2 separate regions of the Mus musculus genome follow, and region 1 is linked to region 2. The links are chromatin contacts, called in public Micro-C maps. All regions are on one chromosome and are shown on one strand. The core of a region is the stretch at or near the end of the contact, and the rest is flanking DNA. Distances in the headings are between cores, read along the strand shown. Region 1 overlaps Sulf1 (sulfatase 1). Region 2 has its middle 31 kb from the start of Gm17644.

Region 1 (5,117 bases), core at 1,785-4,284, 200 kb after region 2:
AGCCAGGAGCTGAGGCCAACCAAATCTCAGAAGTGATTCTGTTTGTGCCAGAGATGGTGTGAATTGGAATCACAGACAGCCCTTGCCTTTTAGGAGTAAATTGGCCCCGTTTTCGTGGGTGGCAGGTGCTGAAGCTTTGCTCTGGCTGGCACTTGGCTGTGGGTGGAGTCACTGCCTACTTCTGCTCCTCCAGGCCCTAGGCCTGCATACGCTGGGTGGAGAGACTATCCAGATGGATGGCTGCATCTTAAGCCATTTGGATTTAAGACAGAAGCAGACACTGAATCACTATCCCCAAAATTTCCAACTATGAAAAGTTATTTCTTTTGGTAATACTTACCCACAATAAGAATTCTGTATAGTGTGCAGTTATTTCATAGTGAAAGTATCTTTCAGCTTTGACAAACTTCTTTTGGGTCCCTAAACACACTTTTTTCAAGCTCAGTGATCGTCCCTCTGAGTGCCACCAAACCCTGCCTACAAATTGCTGAACTTTGCTTTGCATTCGGAATTCTGGAGCAGACTCTGAGGCGAAGACTCACTCATTTGTCCACTACCTGGAGAGGGAGCTAGGCAAGCTGCCTCCGTATAAGCGGACCACACATCCTGACGCGCAGAAGTGCAGGTCACAGTTTTCGTCCTGCCATAATCATTTTTGAACCAACTACATCTGCACATTTTTAGACACATCTTTCCATGTACACAAACCCCAAATGTCTGTATCCTTTTCAAAGACTCAAACACCTGAGCTATTGAGACTGAAATATTTTCCTTCTGCCGATTTCCCCAGCAAAGATTCCAGCTGCAAAGAGGTCCATGAAAGACATTAAAATCACGTAGGATTCTAATCACAAGTGCCAGTATCTAGTCAAAGTTGGGACTCATTCCCAACTTTGTGACACGGCTGAGTTGGGCCTAAACAAATTTATTCATATGTTTGTTTGTTTGTTTGTTTGTTTGAGATAGAGTCTTACAGTCCAAGCTGCCTCCAGACTTGTCTCAGCTTCTTGAGTGCTGAGAATACAGGCATCAGCTACCAGATTTATTGGTTTATCTGAGTGTTAGATTCCCTGAGACTGGAGGTCCTGGTGGATGTGAGCTGCCTGGTCCAGATGGATGCTGGGAACTGACCCTGGATGTGCTAGAAGAGCAGAAAGTGCTTAGTCACTGAGCCTCCTCGCTAGCCTCTACTTAATCTTCTGCAGCTTGGTCCTCACATTGCTGTGGTCTGTGTTGCCTTTTCCTGACGTGGCTTGGTAGTTAGCTGCCTTTTCTTCAGCAACCTGCTCTTCTGTGTGAAGACCTTGAAGGTTCAAGGCACTTCAGGCCAAGCCTGAAAAGAGACGAATGTAACATGGCTTGAAATAATCATTTGGAAACAGCAGAGGTGTGGAGGCTCAGGTGGGACCATAGCGTGAGTTCTAGATGCTCAGGGCGTGGGGTCGAAAGCCCCAATGCTGCTCTGATAATTATACATATAGCACAGGCATGCGGCTCTCTTGATGAAAATGGATGTTAACCGCAGAGCCCTTGCTCACGGCGAAGGCTTGCCCATGATTTACTATGCATTTGATTTATCTGCTGACAGAACCATCACATTGCTTGGCCAAGCTTTTTTACATCAGAGACGCCTCCTGGTGGTATTGGCTTACCAGTGGGAGATATGAGCTACTCATAGACACTACTAGAGTGGGTATCCTATTCACACATGACTTCTTTAGGTTTTTGAGACAGGTTTTCTCTGTGTAGGCCTGGCTGTTCTGAAACTTACTCTGTAGACTGGTCTGGCCTTGAACTCAGAGATCCGCCTACCTCTACTTCCCAAGTGCTAGGATTAAAGTCCTTACCACCAAGACAGGACTTATCTGAAATTATGTGTGGCTCAGCCCGCATGGATATTTAGAGCATACGTATATTGTGCTGGTGTCAGCTTAGAAACCTATGCATTGAAATACACACAATAATAGCACACAGGCGACACTTGTATATGGGAGGGAGAAAAGGATACATTTAACAGTGCTAGTCCTTATCCAGGCTCACTCTGTTGTCTTGCTAACATAGCTTCAAATGAAGGCCAGGATTCTTCCTACTGACCAGTGAGTCCTTTAGGGCTTGTAAGAGAAAAACTGAAATGTAAAGAAGTTATTGGGCCTTTCGAATGGAGAGGGGCTTCTGAGAGGCCTCCCGGGGTGAAAAGACATTGTTGGAACCAGAACTGTGAACTTGCTGCATTCCCACAGCTGTGGACAAAACAGGAACTAGGAACCCCAATGCGACCCCCACTACCACCCCCGCAGAGCGCATTTTCTGGGAAGGTCGAATCAGTCTCCCTGGGACCCACCACATGCTGCGGGCGTGAAGAGTTTGTAGGAGAAGAAGGAAAATCAAAAGAAAACACGATGAGTTTGCCAATGTCTGGGATACCCAGAGTTGGCTTTGCCGGTAATGGCCTCAAATTAAATTCCTCTCCGTCTTGCTCCTCTGCCACTCTGCCCAGGCTCACTTTAGAAACCAAGAGGCAGAGAACAAAGCAGGCAAGTTTGTTTTTCCAGAACAAATGGGGCAGTTTGGGGTCCTGGTGGAAGCAGCGCTGACAGCTGGCTCCGTGTTGGGACACTAAGGGTTTTAACACGGTTCATTCAAGACTGTTTAGTCTGGGGGCGGAGGATTCATTTATCAGCGCCAGTGTCATCGAGGCAGTTCTGATTCCCAATGATTTGTCATCTGTATGTGCCTGCCACAAACGAAATAGAACTGAGCAGTTACTGCAGGGTCACTTAAAAGCCAGTCCCCTTTCATTTATGCTCCTTAATGGAATTAGCAGTGAGGGACGGGGCAGGGGTGGGGGAGGGGGGAGGTGATGATGGGGGACCGGACTGACGGACACCTAGCTACTGCTAGGGTGCTTTGTAAATAACAACTGGCTCAGCATCGCCAACTGCTTCCCGCTGGCTCTTGCAGAACTGGCAGTGCATCGAGGACACATCCGGCAAGCTCCGAATCCACAAGTGTAAGGGACCCAGCGACCTGCTCACGGTCCGTCAGAATGCACGCAACCTCTACTCTCGCGGATTGCATGACAAAGACAAAGAGTGCCATTGTAGGGACTCTGGCTATCGCTCGAGCAGAAGCCAGAGAAAGAATCAAAGGCAGTTCCTGAGGAACAAGGGAACACCAAGTAAGCTCAACCTTGTGACCCCCCCCAGCCCCCCCCCACACCCCACACACATACAGCGGCAGGAGGATCCCTTTTCAAGACAACCTCCCCCGTGATTCACACACAAATGAGATGTTCTCGGTGCCTAGATTTCAGGATAAAAGCAAAAATCATTGCTCAGTTTAAAGTAAGATAGCAAAGATCAGCTAGAAATTTTACTTTGCGAGCATTTTCACTTAGTATAGAATAAAAATCCACTTAGTAACTTCCTAGGGACCAGGGCATCCACACACGCAGCGGGTGTCCCTCGGGACCAGTGGGGGAGGGTTAGAGCCATCTGACTTTACCTTCATGGTAATGCTCTAATATGCCTGCCTTAACTTGATTTAAAAGTTAAATTTTAGGTATCAATCAGTTCATGTGTGTTTAACCTTAGAGGAAAGACATGAGCAGTTTTTAAACGCATATTTTTCATGTTTTAGACTGTATCTTTAAATGTTGTCAGACGCTTGTATCTTGTTGAGTGGCAGTATCAAATTAGTTGAACTCAGTACAGCATATCCTTACTGCCTACAGGTTTTTTGTTTCTTTTTTTTTTTTTTAGTAAAAACTCTCAGGTAACTGATTGATACAGACTACAGAAAACAGGAGGAACATCTACTGAAGAATGATAGTCTACTGCCACCTCGTGGCATATTAGAGAAGTGGCTCAAATCTGTGCACATTCTATGTCTGGAAACAAATAAGTTCTGTTTAATTGGACACAAAACACTTAAGAGACTCAGAGTTCCTTAAAGCGACATTTTTGTGCTGAACAGAATAGACTAGAGGGCCATGAATTCCTTATCTAGGTGGACTGGTCTTCACTGGTTCTTAAAGTGGTTTATAGCCAGTACACAGAGTTACGGGATTGTCTTTCCTCCTGGAAGGAAATTTCACACTTAAACCTCATAAGAAAAATCACAGCTAGAATTAATAAGGTTACAAGGCCCCCTGATACAAGCATCCCACTTAGCAGCAGGAACACTGTCCCCTGCCAGAAAGTTTTCAAACTGCATCCTACAACAGGAGCAGGTTTCCTCTTTTCCTGAGGTGATAGTGGTGCAAGTCGTCGTCTGTCATGGCAGCCACTACTGCACCTGGAAAGTAAGGGGTCCTATAGGGACCAAGCTCCCCTGTAGGAAGGCTGACAGTTGCGATTCCCTCGTCTCTGTGACTCTTCTTCGTGACTTAGGAAGCTGAAGACAAGATTCCAGAGAAGTGTGCTTGGCAAAGCCCAAGCATGAAAGCCGAGGTCAGAGCTTGTACAATAACACCCTTAGCCAGGACCCAGCGGACATCAGGCAGCATCCCATAGTAGTGCACTGCAGGTGCGCAGCGGCCTTACTCTTAATATCAAGTGTTCAAAATGTTACATGGCTGATGCAAACATTCACAAATTTAGTCGTTTTAGAGCGCTGCCCTGTACTTGTGTAAATGTGCGGTGTTGAGAGGGGTCGTCTCTTTTAAAAAGCAGCTCAAGGCAGTGGTGAGGCAGTGCGTTCAGGCTCCAGGACCCAGCGTGTTCAGGCTCTAGGACCTAGGGAAAGCCCAGCAAAACCCAGTGCTTCAGTTCCCTCATGCAGAAAGAATAATAGAACCAATTCATGTTTGATAGCTCATAAGTTTTTTTTTTTTCAGTGTAAGGACCATTATGGCAATACTTTCATTTCAAGATTATGGATTCAAGATAGATAAGCAGTATACAAAGGACAGCTGAAGCTAATAACAAGCAGGGGCTATATAGTTCTATACTGACTACCTTAGCCATTCATGTAGAAAACTAAGTGTGGCAGCTTTTAGCCTGTTAGCACCCTTGACAGGACCCAACCAGGACAAGAGCATGCTTTTTGCTGCTGTGATTTCAGGAGCTACCCAGGACAAAGATGCCCCAAGGCTACTCAGCCTGCACTTTGTGTTC
Region 2 (5,138 bases), core at 1,857-4,356:
CTGGAGTAATGGACGTTATGTAGGTAGACAACCATTGTTGGACTAGCTGGATCACAGGCTGTATGCCATCCGTGTGTGTGTGTGTGTGTGTGTGTGTGTGTGTGTGTTTGTTTGAAAATACTGTATAAGTTTAATCTGGCCTCTAATGTCAGCCTTTGATGCATTTTTTTATTTTACAAAATCATATTTTGTCATTTCCTTTCATGCAAAATTACAGAGAGGTAAGTTTTTTTGTATTTTTTTTTTCTGGCATTAATCTTCATTGGAGCTTCAGCATTCTCAAATCTCATACTGGTAACAGTACATTAGTTACTGTTCTTGTCTCAGTGAGTCAATACCTGACAAGAGGCACCTTAGGGGAGAAAGTTCTTTTGCCCCATCATAGGAGATAGACGAAAACTCTGCCCCTACAGTCAGGAAGCAGAGAGCAGACAGGAAGCTTCATCAGGCTACAAAGGCTCAGGCCAGCCCTTACTGATTGCTTCCTCCAGGGTAGCTCTGCCACCTAAAGGTTTCAGTGCTCTTAACCAGTGCCATCAGCTGGGGACAATTGTCCAAATGTGTGAGCCTTTGGGGGACATGATACATAGAATACTACAATACTAAATGATTAGAGTACTAGGAATCCTACCATTCCCAATAATTCAGCAAGGAACTGACATGGTAGTTGTCTTAAGCCACAAGAGGGATCTTCATGAGACTGATGAAGAGTCATGAAGAGTTCTGAATCTCTGAGTGTTGCCTTATGACAACCATGTCCCAAATCTTTTCTTTCTTGGCTAGACCCTGATGTTGTAATTCTGTTCTCCACAATCCACCATGGTACTGCACTAACCTGGATGCTTTCCTAAAACCACAGGGTTTTTAGAGCTGCTGCCTAGGAGCTCTTGTTGCCATGCCCCTCCATTATATGAGAGCACCTGTACGACAAACCCAGCTTGGGTCAGCTCTGACTTTGTCCTGTCCTTCAACCCTCTTCAGCAGGCTATTACTTTGGAGTTGAATTGTATTTGTTCCCAGAATGTTCCACAGCTAGGATGTTGGGGACAGTCCTATGCATATCTTTTGTGCTATCATTATTTCCTTGCTTTTCTGCTCATCCAACTAGTACAGGGTGGGTGATGAATCACCTACTCACTCTTATTCACAACTCTGAAGTAAGTACTTGCATAGAGAGTGTTGGAAACAGGGTCCTCAAAGGGTCAGGGCAGGATGAGGAGAGAGCAGATTAATAAACCAATTACTTACTAAGTAAAATCTAAACAAATTCATACCTGATAATTGACCCTTCCAATAGAAGCTTGAGGCAGGTACACAGCTCAGTTGCCTAACATGTATGAATTTGTCACACAAATGATGATTTATTTGTAAATTCTATTATATTTTAAATGATACTACCTTTTCTTTCCAATTTTTTACTTAAGAAACAATGATATTTGAAAGCATATTTAGTAAATAACACTGATTTCTGATAAATAATAACAAAAAAATGGTATTAAATACATTCTATGACATCACTTGCATCAAGTCTCAATAAAATAGCATTAAGAAACATTACATGTGGGCTGGTGAGATGGCTCAGTGGGTAAGAGCACCCGACTGTTCTTCCGAAGGTCCAGAGTTCAAATCCCAGCAACCACATGGTGGCTCACAGCCATCTGTAACAAGATCTGACGCCCTCTTCTGGAGTGTCTGAAGACAGCTACAGTGTACTTAAATATAATAAATAAATAAATCTTTGAAAAAAAAAAAAAAAAAGAAAAGAAACATTACATGTGTTTAAGTGGAACATTTTTAAATAGTTTAAACTATTGCTTTATGTATATTAAGTTCTCAATACTTAGTAAATGTCAAAACAGGACAAATTAATGAATGAACAATTGGATTGTTTTCAGAAACCACATAAGATCTTTTTGCATCAAAAATGGTGATCAATATTGATTCTTCAAGAGTAGTCTGGTAAAAGTAGCAAAAGGAAAATATTATTTGCTGAACAATAAAACTCTCAGGATTTCGTGAACAGTGAAGGAACAATTGTCATTTGTTGACTTGCTACCTTTCCCCTGCAACCTCATAATACTACTGGTTACCAGTCCCCGTTGCTGTCTAGCCACTCTCACTGCCATGTATTTTTCTCCCATTTCCCTACCAACTAAATAAAGCCAGGTCAACCCAATATCAAAGCCCTAGGCAATCCCTAAGAATCTAAGGTACTCAGTGTGTGTGGAATGACCATGGAAACTATTCTGGGTAAAGATGGAATATCAATTAAGTGCAATAGGCTAACAAGAGATTCCTATTCCTCTTTCTGAGCGTGAAGAAAAAGGGGGACCATTTTTGACCTTGCTCCCAGCAGAAAACCAGACTCATGACTTCCAGGAAACTATCCTTGGTCCAAAGACCTAACAGAGGTACTCGTGGGCCCATGAGGGTGTCAAGACCAAGAGCTAGAGTCTTCTCCATGATTGCCGACCAGCAAACCTTTGCCACTTTTGAGCTGAACATAATATGGTCCCACTTGTAGGCTACCTTAAGCACGGCATTTCTTTCCAAATGGAAGAAAATCAGCCTCAATTTCAGTTATTTATTGGACAGTTACTACTGCAAGATGCTCTAGGCAAACTGGAAATTTCTCTTTTTTCCCTTTTTCTTTTTTTTGTTTTTTAACTTTTTGTTGATGCTTTGTGAATTTTACATTTGCAAAATCAAATTAGTAGCTCTCAGTTCTTCATTTGCTTTCATGTTTATCGAAATGCAAATAGGGCTAACTTGCTGATTTACTCATTTATCTATAGAAATAATTAATGACTGTCAACACAGAAACAGAGCAGCAGCGTTCCCAGCTGGAAACCACTCTAGGCTTCAGAAATGTATTTGCAATTACAATGCAAGGTCATGCCAACATTACAAAAATAGGATTTAATTGCATTTGGGTAGAATTATTCCTAATAAATGTATCCAGTGAATTCAAGATTCACAGTGGGAATAAGAAATAAATGAATATTTCTTCAAAGGGGTTTTCCCTCCAGCCTCAGCAGTGACAACATTCAACTGGCCTTCTCGCCTGGAGAGTCACACCCCCCCACACCCCACCCCCGACTATAGCCAGCATAGTCTGACCTGACGTAGAACTGGTCTTTCCTACTACGCATGGCTTTTTCTGCTCTGTGCACACATGTGCTGGATGAATAAAGTGCTTTGCTTCTGTTATTAAGACATTTACACAAATATCCCCGGAGGCAGGAAGAAAGACTTCAGAATTCAATTGAACCCCTTGAGGTGTCAATCCTTGTCTGGTGGGGATTCTTCTTTGTCTGCCCCCTCCCCTCTTTTAAATGGAGACTTCACGCAGCAGGGGGCTGACAGACCCTGAAATCAGTAGGAAATGAACTCTTTCTGCAACACCGAATGCTGAGGCCAGACTCTCAGTCCTTCTAGAGTCCTTGTGAAAGAAGGAGGTGTGTTTGAACCAAAAAAAGAGATAAAGGCCATTTGGGAACTGCCAGGTTGGTCCAGTCTTTCAGGCTTGCCCCCACAGGGGCCGCAGCTACCATTGTTTTTAGGCTGTTTAGTGATAAAAGAAGTCTAAGTTCAGCTAATAAGTTTTCAACAGATTTCCACCAATGGATTGGTGAACTAGAGAAAATAGTAACATTTTCATTTGTTAAAGTCAAGTCTCAAAGAGGAGCTGTCAGAATCTGTGACATGGTGTGTGCATTGCGAAACGCACTGTTCATTAGAACTTCGGTTTTGTTTTTCTCTGTCTTCTCCTGTCCCAGTGTTTCATGACAAATATGGCTGTGTTGTTCTTTTTAATTCACTCTTAATAAATTCCATTGGCTGGCAGGTATGGTGATTCACACCTTTGATCCCAGGACTCCTAAAACAGAGGCAGGAATTTGAGGCCAACCTGGCCTTCATAGTGACTTCCAGGTCAGCCAAGGCTACATACAAAGGAGGCCTTGTCTCAGACAGACATAAAAAAATAAATAAATAAATTCTTTTAAATTGACTTTATAGGTAGGATTTTTGTATTCAAATGTATAATAATTCAATAAACACATTTAAAATTAAAAACTCAAAGCAAACCTGGTCTAGTGGTTCATTCCTTTAATCCAGATACTCTAAGAAGAGGCAGTGTAGGGGCAGACTAATCGCTGTGAGTACAAAGCCACTCGGATTATTCAGTGATTTCCAGCCCAGTCAGGACTGTATAATGAACCCTATCTAAAACAAACAAACAAAAAGACGACACAGGCTTCTATAAGGAGATTTGAGGCAGTTGCTTTTAGGGCAAAAAAATGCCATTAAGTTCTTTTTTTGTTTGTTTTGCCAATTGCTCTTTTTAACTTGAAAATGTCATAGACATTTATGGATTTCAATTATGGATTTTTTTAACTTTCCATTGCAAAAACTGTGAAACAAGTAGAAAAGTATAGAAGTTTGCTCTGTAAAGCTCCAATATACCAGTGAAACAGCTGAGAAGCAGTCAACTAAAGGTCAGTGTTTGAGAAGTGGAGGAGATTAACTCAGTAGATATAGTGCTTGCTATATAAGCATTAGGACCTATAAGCCTATAATCTCAGGTTTGGGGAGGCAGGAGAACCCCCGAACCAGTCCAGCCAATTGCTAAACTCCAAGTTCAGTGAAAGATCCTGTGTCAAAGATTAAGGTAGGGAGCAATTGATGAGAATATCTGCCACTGGCGTTTGTCCTCCATGCATGCGTATGGACACACACACCACATACACACGTACACACACAATATATATTAGAAATTCAACCATAAGAACTTGTCAGGATATTAACAGATAAAGCATTTCCAAATTTATGGCAGCATAGCCAAGACAGAACAGCCTAAATTCCCATTGATGGACAATTGGACAAAAGAAACATGCTATGGTCTGGAAACACAGCAAAGTAGTGGAGCTTGTTCCAATCAAATCACAGCACCACCAAAAGAACAGAAGAAATGACAAATGGAAAGAAAAGAAAATGGGATATTTTCAGACCTAGAAGACACTATACTAAGTGAAACAAGAAAGGCAAACCATATACTCTCATTTAGTACATATTTATTCTATTGGTTCTTTTTTCTTTTGAGAACCCTGACTATTATAGAATTGAACTCAGAGTCT

Evidence for each region. Hi-C and Micro-C count contacts between places; a contact is called where the count stands out from the background.
Region 1: a contact with region 2 is called in a Micro-C map of embryonic stem cells, with 2.8 times the contacts expected there. The contact joins two enhancer-like sites. A contact is called at or near these places in 9 of 484 Hi-C or Micro-C datasets (adipose-derived mesenchymal stem cells, cerebellum, cortical neurons and 2 more), 3 of 115 datasets of contacts at active chromatin or transcription factors (embryonic stem cells and neural progenitor cells) and 2 of 9 other capture datasets (adipose tissue and embryonic stem cells).

What each region holds. Positions count from the first base shown.
Region 1 is chr1:12,833,152-12,838,268 of GRCm38.p6, forward strand. It overlaps Sulf1 (sulfatase 1), which reads left to right. Exons shown (of 22, transcript NM_001198565.1): 13 at 2,962-3,178. Among named protein-coding and RNA genes, the nearest start is that of Sulf1, 140 kb to the left of the region's middle. Within about 2 kb of position 3,035, at least 78 of the 459 cell types and tissues checked have an H3K27ac peak or open chromatin away from gene starts, as enhancers often do. A contact at or near this core is called in embryonic stem cells, where this site is marked.
Region 2 is chr1:12,633,640-12,638,777 of GRCm38.p6, forward strand. No RefSeq gene overlaps it. Among named protein-coding and RNA genes, the nearest start is that of Gm17644, 31 kb to the right of the region's middle. Within about 2 kb of position 3,107, at least 5 of the 459 cell types and tissues checked have an H3K27ac peak or open chromatin away from gene starts, as enhancers often do. A contact at or near this core is called in embryonic stem cells, where this site is marked.